Linked DNA regions of Arachis hypogaea: region 1 is linked to region 2. Evidence: chromatin contacts called from public Hi-C data. All regions are on one chromosome and are shown on one strand. Each heading gives the region's core, a stretch centred on a gene start, on an enhancer-like site or on the middle of the called end of the contact. The rest is flanking DNA. Distances are from core to core; before and after follow the strand shown. Region 1 holds the start of LOC112771671 (probable terpene synthase 2). Region 2 has its middle 17 kb from the start of LOC112771165.

Evidence for each region. A called contact is a pair of places that touch in the nucleus more often than the background predicts.
Region 1: a Hi-C map of leaf shows a contact between it and region 2, with 9 times the contacts expected there. The contact joins the promoter of LOC112771671 here to the enhancer-like site in region 2. A contact is called at or near these places in 3 of 8 Hi-C or Micro-C datasets (leaf and an unstated tissue).

The regions. Positions count from the first base shown.
Region 1 is chr18:16,296,189-16,302,742 of arahy.Tifrunner.gnm2.J5K5, forward strand. LOC112771671 (probable terpene synthase 2) reads left to right here and starts at 1,448. Exons shown (of 7, transcript XM_025816472.3): 1 at 1,448-1,669; 2 at 1,899-2,181; 3 at 2,273-2,651; 4 at 3,230-3,448; 5 at 3,589-3,730; 6 at 3,858-4,106; 7 at 4,412-4,965. The coding sequence starts at 1,553. The coding sequence ends at 4,480.
Region 2 is chr18:16,202,362-16,208,724 of arahy.Tifrunner.gnm2.J5K5, forward strand. No RefSeq gene overlaps it. Among protein-coding and RNA genes, the nearest start is that of LOC112771165, 17 kb to the left of the region's middle. Within about 2 kb of position 4,485, at least 1 of the 3 cell types and tissues checked has open chromatin away from gene starts, as enhancers often do.

The DNA of each region.
Region 1 (6,554 bases), core at 198-2,697, 91 kb after region 2:
ATCAAAAGGTCAAAAATGATAAAATTAGTCAAAAACTAGTAAATTAATAGTTTAATTATTCTGTTTCTCTTTATAATTTTATTGAATTTTTAATTAGGTTTTTATATTTGTTTTTTTTTTTTTTAAATTAGGTACCTATACTATATCAGATCTTGTAATAAAATTCATAATGTGACAAAAATATTGGAATTAACAGAATATTTTGTTTAACTATACAGAATATTCAGTCAAGTGTTAGGCATATTCGTTTTGTTTAATAAAATATTCCGTTAATCCTAATATTTTTGTCACGGTAGAGATTTAATTACAAAATCTAATATGATATAGGAACTTAATTGAAAAGAAAAAAAGTATAAGGACATAATTGAAAATTCAATGAAACTATAGAAAACGACAGAGTAATTAAACCTAAATTGATTAAATAATAGTCCATTCTTTTATTGAAAATTTGGTTAAAAAATATTTTTTTAGAAAATATATATTTATTATATAAAAATATATTATTGGATTATACTCAATTCAATCTTGATTAAATATTTAAATTTGTGAATTTCTAATTTTGCCCCTTCAATAACCATTTCAGTGTTTAGATGCTTGTGATTAATCGAAGGATAGATCAAACTCTTATATTATTACTACTAGTTTTCAAAAAAAAAAAGGAAAGAAAGAAAAACAGTTAACGTGAATGATTTGGAGATTTGGAGCATAGATTGGAGGAAAATACATGTGAACATTCCTCTAACTCTATGCGACTGATATTCTTACATTGATCAACAATAATGTGCGCTTAAATTTGAAATCTACATGAGCAATATATAGTCAGCTACGGTCTCCCCCCAAAGTTTTGTGGATTCAATATTCAAATTCAATTAAATGGTATTAGTAAAACACTTTGCACTTTTGGAATTTTCTCCATTCTTCTCATCTCTCTAAGCCTATTCTCTTCCTCAATTTCAAGAAATTGCTCTGCATGTTACACATAGACAAACAATATATATTTCCAACAAACTAATCTTTAATAAAATTAAAAAAAGACAATTATTTTTAAATTTTTTTTATTAGAAATAATCATTTTTGCTGATGTGTAAAATTACGCATTAAAATTAAGTTCTAGACATTAATACGTCTTAATGCTTAAAAGCTAATCTATCAATTTTGTTTCGTTAGAAATGAAAATTAAACAATTTGTCCCATGTTGAACCTCCGTGCAAATTGGAAATTGTTCTTCACATATAAGTACGAAATCCAGAACGTAACAATGTCAACATTGCCTTCGTTATTCATGTTGAACAGATGAAAAGAAATTAAAACTCGTAAAAGGAATTCCACGTTGAATGATGATCCATATCAATCTTATTACTTTGCGGTTTGGCCACGCAATCAACTCCATGAATCAGAAATAACTTATAAATAGACCCAGTTAACGAAGATCCTTCATCATATCATTCTCATTGCTACACACACATAATCATATACACATCCTTACATTAATTAAGACCTTAGCTTCCACATTACCATATATCTCAAAGCCAGTTACAATAAAAATATAATAATGACTGTTACAGCTAATTCTGATCAACATGCATCATCTTACATTGCACGACCATGTGCAAATTTTCGTCCCAACATTTGGGGGGATATTTTCCTTCAATATCATAATTCACCATTGGTATATATATGTTACTTAGCTAAGATATCTCATGATCATTAAATATGAGTTTAACATTTTTTGGTTTTTGTTTTTTACACTCGGGAAATATCAAATTAAGTTTCATACATTATTTTGACATGAAATTTAGAGCTTTAAAAAAATATTATTTTCCCTCATATATATATATATATATAAAGTATCCAAACCCTTATATATATAACATTTGATTCATGTAAACTATTTGCAGGATGTCGTGAATGAAAATATGAGGCAACAACTTGAAACATGTAAAGAGGAAGTGAAGAAGATTTTTCTATCTTCTAGCAATACTATCTCACAAAAATTAAACATCATCGACTCAATGCAACGTTTGGGTATATCTTATCATTTTGAACGTGAAATTGACGAAGCATTAGAACAAATCCAAAAGATTTCCATCAATAATGCACTCGACATAGGAGAAGGTGACTTACACTCTATTGGATTACTCTTTAGATTGTTTAGACAAAAAGGATATCACATTTCATCAGGTACATATATATTTATAATCTACTATAGCTTCTTTTTATATACACACCACCTATGTTGATATATAATATTGTTTGTGATTAATTTATATAGACATATTCAACAAATTCAAGAATGAGGAGGGAAAGTTCAATGAAACCATTGTGGAAGATGTTGAAGGATTATGGAGTTTGTATGAGGCAACACAATTAAGCACTCATGGTGAAGATTCACTAGATGAAGCACATGATTTTGCTTACACTAACCTCAAGTACATGATCACCAATAATAAGTTGAGCACATATCTTGCTAAGCAAATTGATCAAAGCTTAACGCTACCAATTCACAAGGGAGTTCCAAGGATAGAGACAAGACGTTACATGTCTTTCTATGAAGAGGATCCTTCTCATGACAAAGTCCTTCTAACTTTTGCAAAATTAGACTTTAATGTTTTACAGAAAATGCATCAAAAAGAACTTGGAAATATCACCAGGTACGTGCTTAAGTGACTGAAGTTTACACATAAGATAGGGTATAACCAAGTGGTAGTATTTCTTCTCTCTCTTTTTTTTTTGGTTACTTACAATTGCTTTCTTGGACTGGGCAGCAAAGAATAATGGCAAAATTATTATTATACGAAGCCCAAGTCCAACAGCGTAGTAGGTTTTTTTTTTATCATTATAGGGCTTTTAGGGTGACAAAAAAGGAACAAGTAATAACAATACTAGACCAAGACCAAAAAATAAGAAACCAAAACAACTTGGCAACTTATCTTACAGATACCATGGAAATATAGAAGGTGAAAAGTCTATACCAAAATAAAAAAAAAACAAAACTCAGCTAAGACTAGAATATGGTTTAAAAATCTCATAGTGTGGGTTGATGGGTGTATGAGTAATGTAATGACAAAAAAGTTAAAAGATAATCAATGAAATTTTGGACAAAATAAAGGGTAAAAAATAGATGAAATATCATAACTAAAAATAAAAATAAGCATGAACCCATTTTCTATCAACCAACATTATGACTTAACTTTGCATTATTATTAATTTATTATTGTTACAATTGCAGGTGGTGGAAAGAATCAGATTTTGCAACTAAGGTTCCTTACGCTAGAGAAAGGGTGGTTGAGGCATACCTTTGGCCATTTTCTATGTCTTCAGAGCCTAAATATAGCACTCATAGAAGGATTGTTGGCCAATTGATTTCATGTATTTGTCTTCTTGATGATACTTATGATGCCTATGGCACACTTCAAGAACTTGAACTCTTCACAGAGGCAATCAAAAGGTTAAGCGAGAAGAGAAAAAAAAAAAACCTTATCTTGAACTTGATAAAAAAGAATGACTTAAAAAATTTCTCATATATAAATATATCTTCTATCTTCCTCACTAACTTTCTTATGTTATTTTCATTTTCATTTTCATCAGATGGAATGCTAATCCTATCAAATCTCTTCCAACATGTTTCAAAGTGGTATTTAACGCAATTTTAGAAGTGGTGGATGAAATTGAATCAGCAGTAGTAGATGCGGAAAAATCAAGCCTAGTGTCGAAACATGTTAAACAAGCGGTAGGTTTAAAACTAGTGCTTATTTTGTATCCATAGTGAAAAAAAAAAAAATAACGCTTTAGTTTGCAATAATTAACCTCCACTTTAGTTAATTAATCGTCATTATAATTGTTGTATATACTTGCAGTTTCTGAATTTGGCTGAAGCTTACTTGTTGGAAGCAAAATGGTGCAATGAGGATTATGTTCCAACTTATGATGAGTACAAGGTTAATGGAGCTATGTCTTCTTCATTGCAACTTCACATAGTAGCATTTGTTGGTCTTGGTGAATTTGCAACCAAAGAAGTCTTTGATTGGATTTTTAGTGATCCAACAACAATCATAAAAGCTGTATCACTTGTTGGCAGACTCAAGGATGATCTGGCTTCACATAGGGTGAGTTATTTCTCACTAATAATATAGTTTAATTTTAATGTCTCCTAAAATGTTTTACACTGTCATTCAATTACATCTAATCTTATAGATGATTATTAATAATAAAAAAATAGTTATTTTTGTTAATATGACAATATATAATTGAATGCACGTGTAAAATTATTTTATATTGATAATGTATAAAAAATTAAATTTTTAATAATAATATATCATATCCTTTTTCCTCCAAATTTATTATTATAATCTCTAAGATATTAATTGTTTTACAAGTTATAATTTTGGGTTTGGTTAATTTATTTTTATAGTTTGAGCGGGAAAGAGATCATGTTGCTTCAGCAGTTGAATGTTGCATGAAGCAATATGGAATTTCATAAGAAGAGACATACAAACTCATTCAAAAGGAAATCAAAGATTTTTGGAAGGATATAAATGAAGTGTGCCTCAATCCAAATAATCATATTCCAAAGGCAGTGCTTGAATGTATTGTTAATTTGGGACGTATATCTGAGTTTACATATGCAAACTTTCAAGATAGATTCACAAACGGAGAATTTATGAAAGAATGCGTTTCTGAACTACTTTTAGATCCCATCGCTATTTACTAGTTTTTTATAAATCATACATAAAATGCTGAAGATGTGTTTGGAATAATAAGGAGTGAAACTATATATAGTAGTTGCCCTAAATCTAGCTAGGTCAAGATATGGAAAATGTCATCAATCTTGTATAATGAATAATTATACAATAATTATCTGTTATTTTGTATTGAATAAAGATATTGTATTATTGTTCCTACCTTTGTACTTCAAATATAATGTCTAAAAATATCATTAATTATAATTTTTGTTTTCAATGTTTATCTTCTATATTTTATTTGTTCAATAATCAATATAGTTAATTAGTATGTGTCATAGGATTGAGTGCATCTAACTTAATCGAAAAAAAAAAACTTAAGAAATAAATGTTGGCTTGTATTTATAAAAATTATTATAGAGATTATATTTTATAAATTTTAATAGATGTAAAACTTATTATAATACTCCATTTCACGTTTAATTAGATATAAACATTTCAAATGTGAAATATCCATAAACTAAGTAATTCAACTGATTATTTATCTTCTATCTTTATGAACTATTTTTTTTTTTAAATTTAAGTTATATATATAAATACTAGCTCACTACTGACTCTATAATAATCTGTGTGTTCAATCACAATGTAGTTCCTTTCTTCTCTCTTTCTCTTCTATTTTTCGTTCTCCTTATCTAATTAGCTCCTTCAATCTCTGATCCTTATTCTGTTGTAAACTCCTGATACCTTACATGGTATCAGAGCTGAGTATTCCTCCTCTATGACCCTTCTCCATTGTGGAGTTGCCAGTGCTTCAGAGATTGACTTGGGTAGGGTATTGACTGAGCTTGATGCTGAATCCACTACTGCATTGAGAACTTTGGGTTTAAAGATTTCACTTTTGCTCCTGGTTTGCATGTGGTGGCTATTCTAAGTAGCTGTTTCAGCAATGTTCAGGTAAGGAGGATGAAAAGTGTATGTAGTTGGAGGGATAGTGTTTGAGGGTTGTGTATGGTTAGGTTGGGAAAAATTGAGAAAGAGGGTTGGATAGGAAATTCTTGGTCAAATTTGCGCTTCTTGAATATGAAAAGTGTATGTAGTTATCAAACCCGGACAGGACCGTCCGATTTGACAAAAAACCGGTGAACCGAACCTTTAACCAGTCCGGGTTAACAATAAAACCACACAAACAAACGAACAGGTTCAGTTTGACACGGCGTCACCTACTGGGTTCGAACCTGGCACTTCTGGAAAATAAAGGGATTTGTGACCACCAGGCTACCATGCTTTTTTGATTTTATTAATGCCTTTTTATAAATATATTATAACTTATTAACAATATCCTAATTAATAACTTTATTTTATTAACTCTTTTATTTTATTAACTCTTTTACTCACTTAAATTAATTATTTTTTAATTTTACATAATTATTAAAAATATTAAATATTGTTAAATATTCTTTAAATTAAAAGATAAACAAAAATATTTTTATTAATCATACCATATTTTTGTTATTGATAATTATATAATATTTATTAATATTAACTCTTTTTCAACATATATTTGATTAATATAATTAATTAATAAATTATTGAAATATTAAAATAATTTAATTTTGTATAAAAAAATTTATTATAAAAAAATTAAATTTTATATAATTATTTAATTATAACCGAGTCAACCGGTTTAACTTGTGACCCAACGGTTGAACCAGTGACCCAGTGACCCAGTAGTCTCACCGGGTTGATTACTGGTTCGGTTCTGATAACTATGATTTTAACAGGGTATAGTTTGGTGTGGTGTTGAAGAGTACTTCTAGCTAGTGGGGATTTAAAGTTCAGTACTAGGGTGGGGAGTCTGTTGATTAGGTAGGTGGA
Region 2 (6,363 bases), core at 3,235-5,734:
CCCATTACTCTCACTTAAATTAGTAATTGACATTACTCTCACTTATTAAATATGTTTGTCTTTTTTTATAACTTTATTCATCTCCAGCTTGTGAATTTGTTAAATTTAATAGAATATGTTAATTTTCAGCTTATGAATTTGCTAAGGACATTAGAATGTGTTGATTTTTATTAACTTTGTTAAGTTTATTAGAATATGTTAATTTTTATTACTTGTTTACTTGAATAAAAAATATTAAAACTTGTTTCATGGTCAGATTCGGACGATGAAAGTGAATATGAAAAGAATTGTGAAGGTGCATCTTATTATGATAATTCGTGGTCTCAGAAGAGTCAGATAGAATCGATGTTAGACTCGAACGACGAAAAGCCACGTGTGTTTTCAAAATACAATGAGAAGCCGAGATTTGATGACCTTAAATTTGAGGTAAGTATGATTTTCAAGAACAAGCATAACTTTATATATGGTTGTCACTAGAGATTATAGAATACAATCGAGTAAGATGACTATATCTTTCATCAAGAATGAATGACAAAGTTAGATGTAGGACTGTTTATAAGAGCAAGGGTTGTCCTTGGTAAATATATTGTGCACACAACAAACACGCTTTTGTGAGTTCTTTAGAGTGAGAGTGAGTGTAGTGTCCACTAATTCAAATTGAGTTTTTTAGAGTGAGAGTGAAAGTAATGTCCCTTATTAATTCAAGTGAGAGTAAGAGATCAAAATGACGTCATTTCATTCACAGTCCCTTATTTAAAAAAAATTGCCTTGTTTCAATATTGACATGTCATTTAATGAGTCGGAATATTTTTTGTTAACGATGATAGTAATATTTTTTGTTAACGATGATAGTAAACCAAGTGATAAAAAAATTAACGTGACTAAATTTAAATCTTTTAAGAATGAATTTAATTAAAAAAATTATAAAAACAAATCAAACTTAAAAATTGCATAAATTTTTAAATATTAATTTAATTATTTATTCAATTTAATTTGTAAACACAAAGTATTACTATTACAAAAAGAGAGTGACAGTTATCACTTGGTTACTAATAGGAAATTATATGCGGTGACGGAATTTGAAATAAAATTTTGAGGGCAAAAATTTAACATAAAAATTTAATAATAATATTTATATTAAAATAAAATTTATAAATATAATTATTCTTTAAATTTGTTACTAATAAAATAATAAATAAATAATTCTACAAGATAGAGGATAATTGTAGGGTTGGTAATGGATAGGGTAGAATAACCCTACCCACCGGTTGAAAATTTTATTAAAACTCTATCCTATTCTACTCGCAGGTTGAGTATCTCTCAATCCTAACCCTACCTGTACCCTAAAATTTTAAACCCTATCCTACCCTACCCTACCCGCAGAAATATCAAATTTTTTTAAAGTAAATATAAAATTCAATCATTTTGAATTTTATACATATTAATAACATAAAAAATAAAAACTAATGCTCTAAATTACTAAATTAATTAACTAGTTTTAGTGGTTGTTCACTTATTATAAATCATTACATAAGGGAGGTTGTGGATTCAATTTTCACTTCCTTCACTATATACCTAATTTTTATAAAATATGTGTTATATATGAGGTGCGGGTAGGGTAGGGTAGGGTAGGGTACACCCTAAACCTGTACCCTACCCTACCGTACCCTACTCTACCCTACCCGCAGGCATACCCGTACCGTACCCTACCCTACCCGCAGCGGGTCGGGTAGCCTACCCTACTTGAACGGGTTGGACCAGATTGGGTACCCACGGGTAGGGTATGAATTGCCAACCCTAGATAATTGTCAAGATGCTTTTGATATGAACCCCATTTAAGATAAGCTTGTCTAATCTCATCTCTCTGGTTTGGGTGATATTGCCAAATTTGAAGCCGTTTCCCAGGGTCTCATTCCAAATAATTAAGGTCAAACTCATTAGATGCAACTCTTTGAATTTTTGAAAGTTGTATCTCACTTTTTTTGTGATTCATTAAAGTAGAAGAACTATTTACAGGCATTGATATTGTAGAAGTTATATGTTCTCCTTATTGAATATTAGCCTTCCTCTTAAAAATGTATCAATTCTTTGATTTTTCATCATTATTTTATATAAAAAATTGAATATATATCCTGTAAAATATATAAAAAAAATTAGAAGGATAAATATTAAAATTTATAATATTTATTAATTTTTTTTATCAATTTATATAAATACATTAATATCAATACTTATTGAATATTCTAATATTTTTATCATATAAAAAATTAAATAAAATAAATAATAATATATAAAATAATATTAAATTAAATAAATAAAAAATACCTAATTTTTTAGCAAAGCATGCTTTTTATAATGAGAAGCAAAGTAACAAGCAGCAAGGAGCGTGTCTTTATAGTGTTTTTATAATAATAATTTTTAATTTTTATTTTGTTAGATAATTTTTTTTATTGTTATCTCTTTTTATTAGATAACTTTTTTGATATAATTTGATTTTATCTTTTAATTTTGATGTGTTGTGAAGCCAACAAAGGTCCATTCTAAAACTAAAAATTATTATGCAATAAAAATATAAGATAGAAATTAAACTTAAATACTCTAAATTATAGTAAAGTATTTGAGCCAACTCAACTACTCTTTATTATTTGAAAAACTACTATTAATATTTTTATAAAAAATTTGGAAAGTCATGGCCGATTGCCCTAATGACCTCTATTTATATGCTTTAGCTTAATAATTAATTTTTTTTACACGGTATTTGATTCAAAGGAAATAGAAAAAAGGAAAATGGATGAAAAATAAAAATTTTCATTGTTTAGATGACCCAAAAAAAATTAAGAGGAGAAAAAAATGTAATATGAGATCCATCCAAAGGTTTTCTCTTCCTCAATGAGATGAAAACAGCCGAAGAAAAAGTAAATAATTGTTCAATTACGAATTTGTCCTTTATTTAATATAAATTATAATTTATATATAATATAAATAAAAATATAAATATAATTTTATTTTGATATAAATTTTTTTATTTAAATAATTTTTTTATTTAAATAATTTTTTTATTATTATTTATTTATTTTTTCATCCAAACAACACACAAAAATTCACTTTTCTTTTAATTATTATTTTTTTCATTTTTTTTTGTTTTTCATCTGGTAACCAAACAATACTTTAAAAAAAATAATGAGAATGCGGGGAACGAATGAATTGAAGCTGAAAACGTCAAAAGTCAAGTTTCCTTTATACACCTTTTGACTTGGTGAATAAGGCAATAAGCTCACAGCTTGAAAAAATTCACATTAAACAATTTTTTGTATGCTCTCGTTAAAAATAAATTACAATAAATTTTTTTCTAAAATATTATAATATCTATTACGTATATACTATATTGTACTATTTTTATTTATAAAATTGTAATTATATTAAATAGACATATAATATTACCTTTTTTGTAGTGTGAACCCATTAATAACTCTATTATTCAATACACATACACATGCTCGCATAAAAGGTTAACCTAAAAAAAATTGATATCATATCTCTATGTAATAAATTTTTTAAATACACAATGATAAAATATTAGATTTATTGAGTATATTATAATTTTTTAGTCCTTTTATTTTTAAATAAGAATGTAAATATTATTTATTATTTTAAAAATTTAATAATTGAATAATTTTGGGACATAACTAAAATTAAAATATATCTTTGTATAGCATTTAATGAATTTAAAATAAAATTTAACTAACATATACTCTAAGGACACATAATAAGACTACTATTAATAGAATATTTTAAATATTTTTATTTAATAAATAAAAAATAAATACATTGAAAAATTAATTTTTTTTTGTATTTAAAAAAATTAATTTATCATCTTAACATGTATTCTTATGACATAAGTTAAATAAATTCTTTAAAATAATACATAATAAAAAATTAAAACTACAAAAAATTAATAAAATTATATCTTATAAAAAAATATGCATTTAAAAAGAAGAAAATAATTAGAGAAAAGGATAAATAGATCCTGACCTTTTGTTCTGCGGACATTTTTGTCTCTGACTATTAAAAAATACTTTTAAGTCTCTGACCTTCACAAAATTTGGACGGATCAGTCCCTGACGGAGGCATTTGGACGGAGGGACTGATTCGTCCAAATTTTGTGAAGGTCAGAGACTTAGAAGTATTTTTCAATGGTAAGAGACGAAAATATCTGCGTGACAAAAGATTAGGGACCTATTTGTCTTTTTCTCAAATAATTAAATGAGAGGGTTGTCTGAATATATAGTACCAAAAATTTTGCATGTCCGTATACTAAATGTTACTATTTTTGTTTACATTCTTTCTTGTACCATAAGAATATTCTTTAGAGTTTGAAAATCTTTGTGATTAAGCCATTATATGTATATTTTTGTTGATAGCAACACTGTAGTTTGACCAGCGTGCAGTATTTAGTAGTCCACGTCTCTATTACGTTTGACTAATTCAGAGTTTCAGACTCATCACACTCCGAAATGGGAACACAAATATAAATTTCTTGTTGCCCCTCTTTTAATTTTTCCCACGTGATGTTTTGGGAATACCGTCGCCTGTCCAATCTCCAATATTAACATAACACGTGTCATACTTATCCTACTCATCTCCAACAATAACATTCTTTTAACTTATTCTACTATTTCACATCTTTCAATCCAATCTAAAATTTTTAACTTAAGGTTCATTTGGAAAATTTTGAGAGTAATTTTTTTAAATTTATAACTTATAAAAAATAGTAGTATTAATATTTAGTATAATTTTTAAAATTAAATTATAGTTTTTAAAAAATTATTTAAAAATTTATAAAAAAGTTAAAACAATAATTTCTTTTATAATATTATTATTTTTTATAATATTTTTATAAAATAAATACTTTTAGAAATAAAAAATTTAAACACAAAATAATTTATTTATAAGCTACTTTTAATATAGTCATTTATTATTTAAACTATTTTATCAAAAGAAATTTAATTAAACTGTTTATCTAAACGAAACCTTAGTAGAATTTTTTGAAAATAATATAATTAGTGTTTGGTGATTTTCTTTATTACATCCATCCAGGTTAGATTTTAATAAAACCTTACACATATATGATCCATAATGTCATTCTTATTAAACCATTTTTTTGTGGCTTAAATTCACAAATTATTAGGTTGGTTTATAAAGACGAAAGATATTGTATTTAAAAATATTAAATTATTATATTTTGTGTCTATCTTAATAAAAAAATATAAAAATATTAATAAAAAATATAATTTATTTTTTATTTTATTATTTTTGTTAATTTTTTATAATTATATTTTTTATTATTATATATATTTTTAAATTTATTGAATAAAAAAATAAATTAAATTTTTTATATTTTATTTTTAGTATCTTATCTTATTTTATTTAAAAAACAAACGAAGCCTTAATAATGTAATTCTTGTGTTACTAAGAAGAATGCAAAGATAACTGAACATAATTATTACTTTCAGATAATATAATTACACAATTTTACCCTTTACAGCTTTATTACTTGATTCAACAATTTTGAAGGGCCTTGAGGAATAAGACCAAAAGCGTTACATCGTCACAAAAAAAGAATAAAAGATACAAAAAGTGCATACATACATTATTGTATGGCTAGCTGGTAACCGACTCAACAGTGTTAGGAACAAAAAAAAATAAAAATGCTGCGCGAACGCCACGTGTGGATCCGTTTAATTAATTGGACCATATCCTTATTATGTAATCTTTTTTGTTTAAAAAAGAAAGTATATAGTAGTGTGTCTATATAATATATTAATTGTACCATATGAAAGCACGTGAATAGGGAAGTGATCACATTATTCATGCGCTAATAAAATTGAGATACAACATACAAGCTTATGGTTATGGGTATTCGGGCGGGGAAGAACACAATCAAAGCACGAAATAGTAATCAAAGTTCAAAATGGATAAACATCAATGTTGGATTTATTGAAAAAGAAGACTTTGATTTGTTTGTTCGAGAAAATCTTTAGGATTTTGTTTGACTCTAGATGATGGTACATACTGAGTTAGTGAAATTAAGGTGGTTCGTGTAGGGAACGAATTTTTGGTGAAAATTAAATTAATGATTTAATTTAATTTTTATTTTTTTATATTTATCTTTTATTTTATTTATAAAATTAATAATAAAAAATTACAATTTATTCTCTTAAGTATTTAAAAAATTGAGAGAACTTATTTGCGTTGGTGCGTGTGTATACACTTCAAAATATAAATGCATAGGGACTTCTTCCTTCAAACTTAATACTTGGAAAAAGTGTATTCATTACCCTTCAAAAACGCCAAAATTAAAAT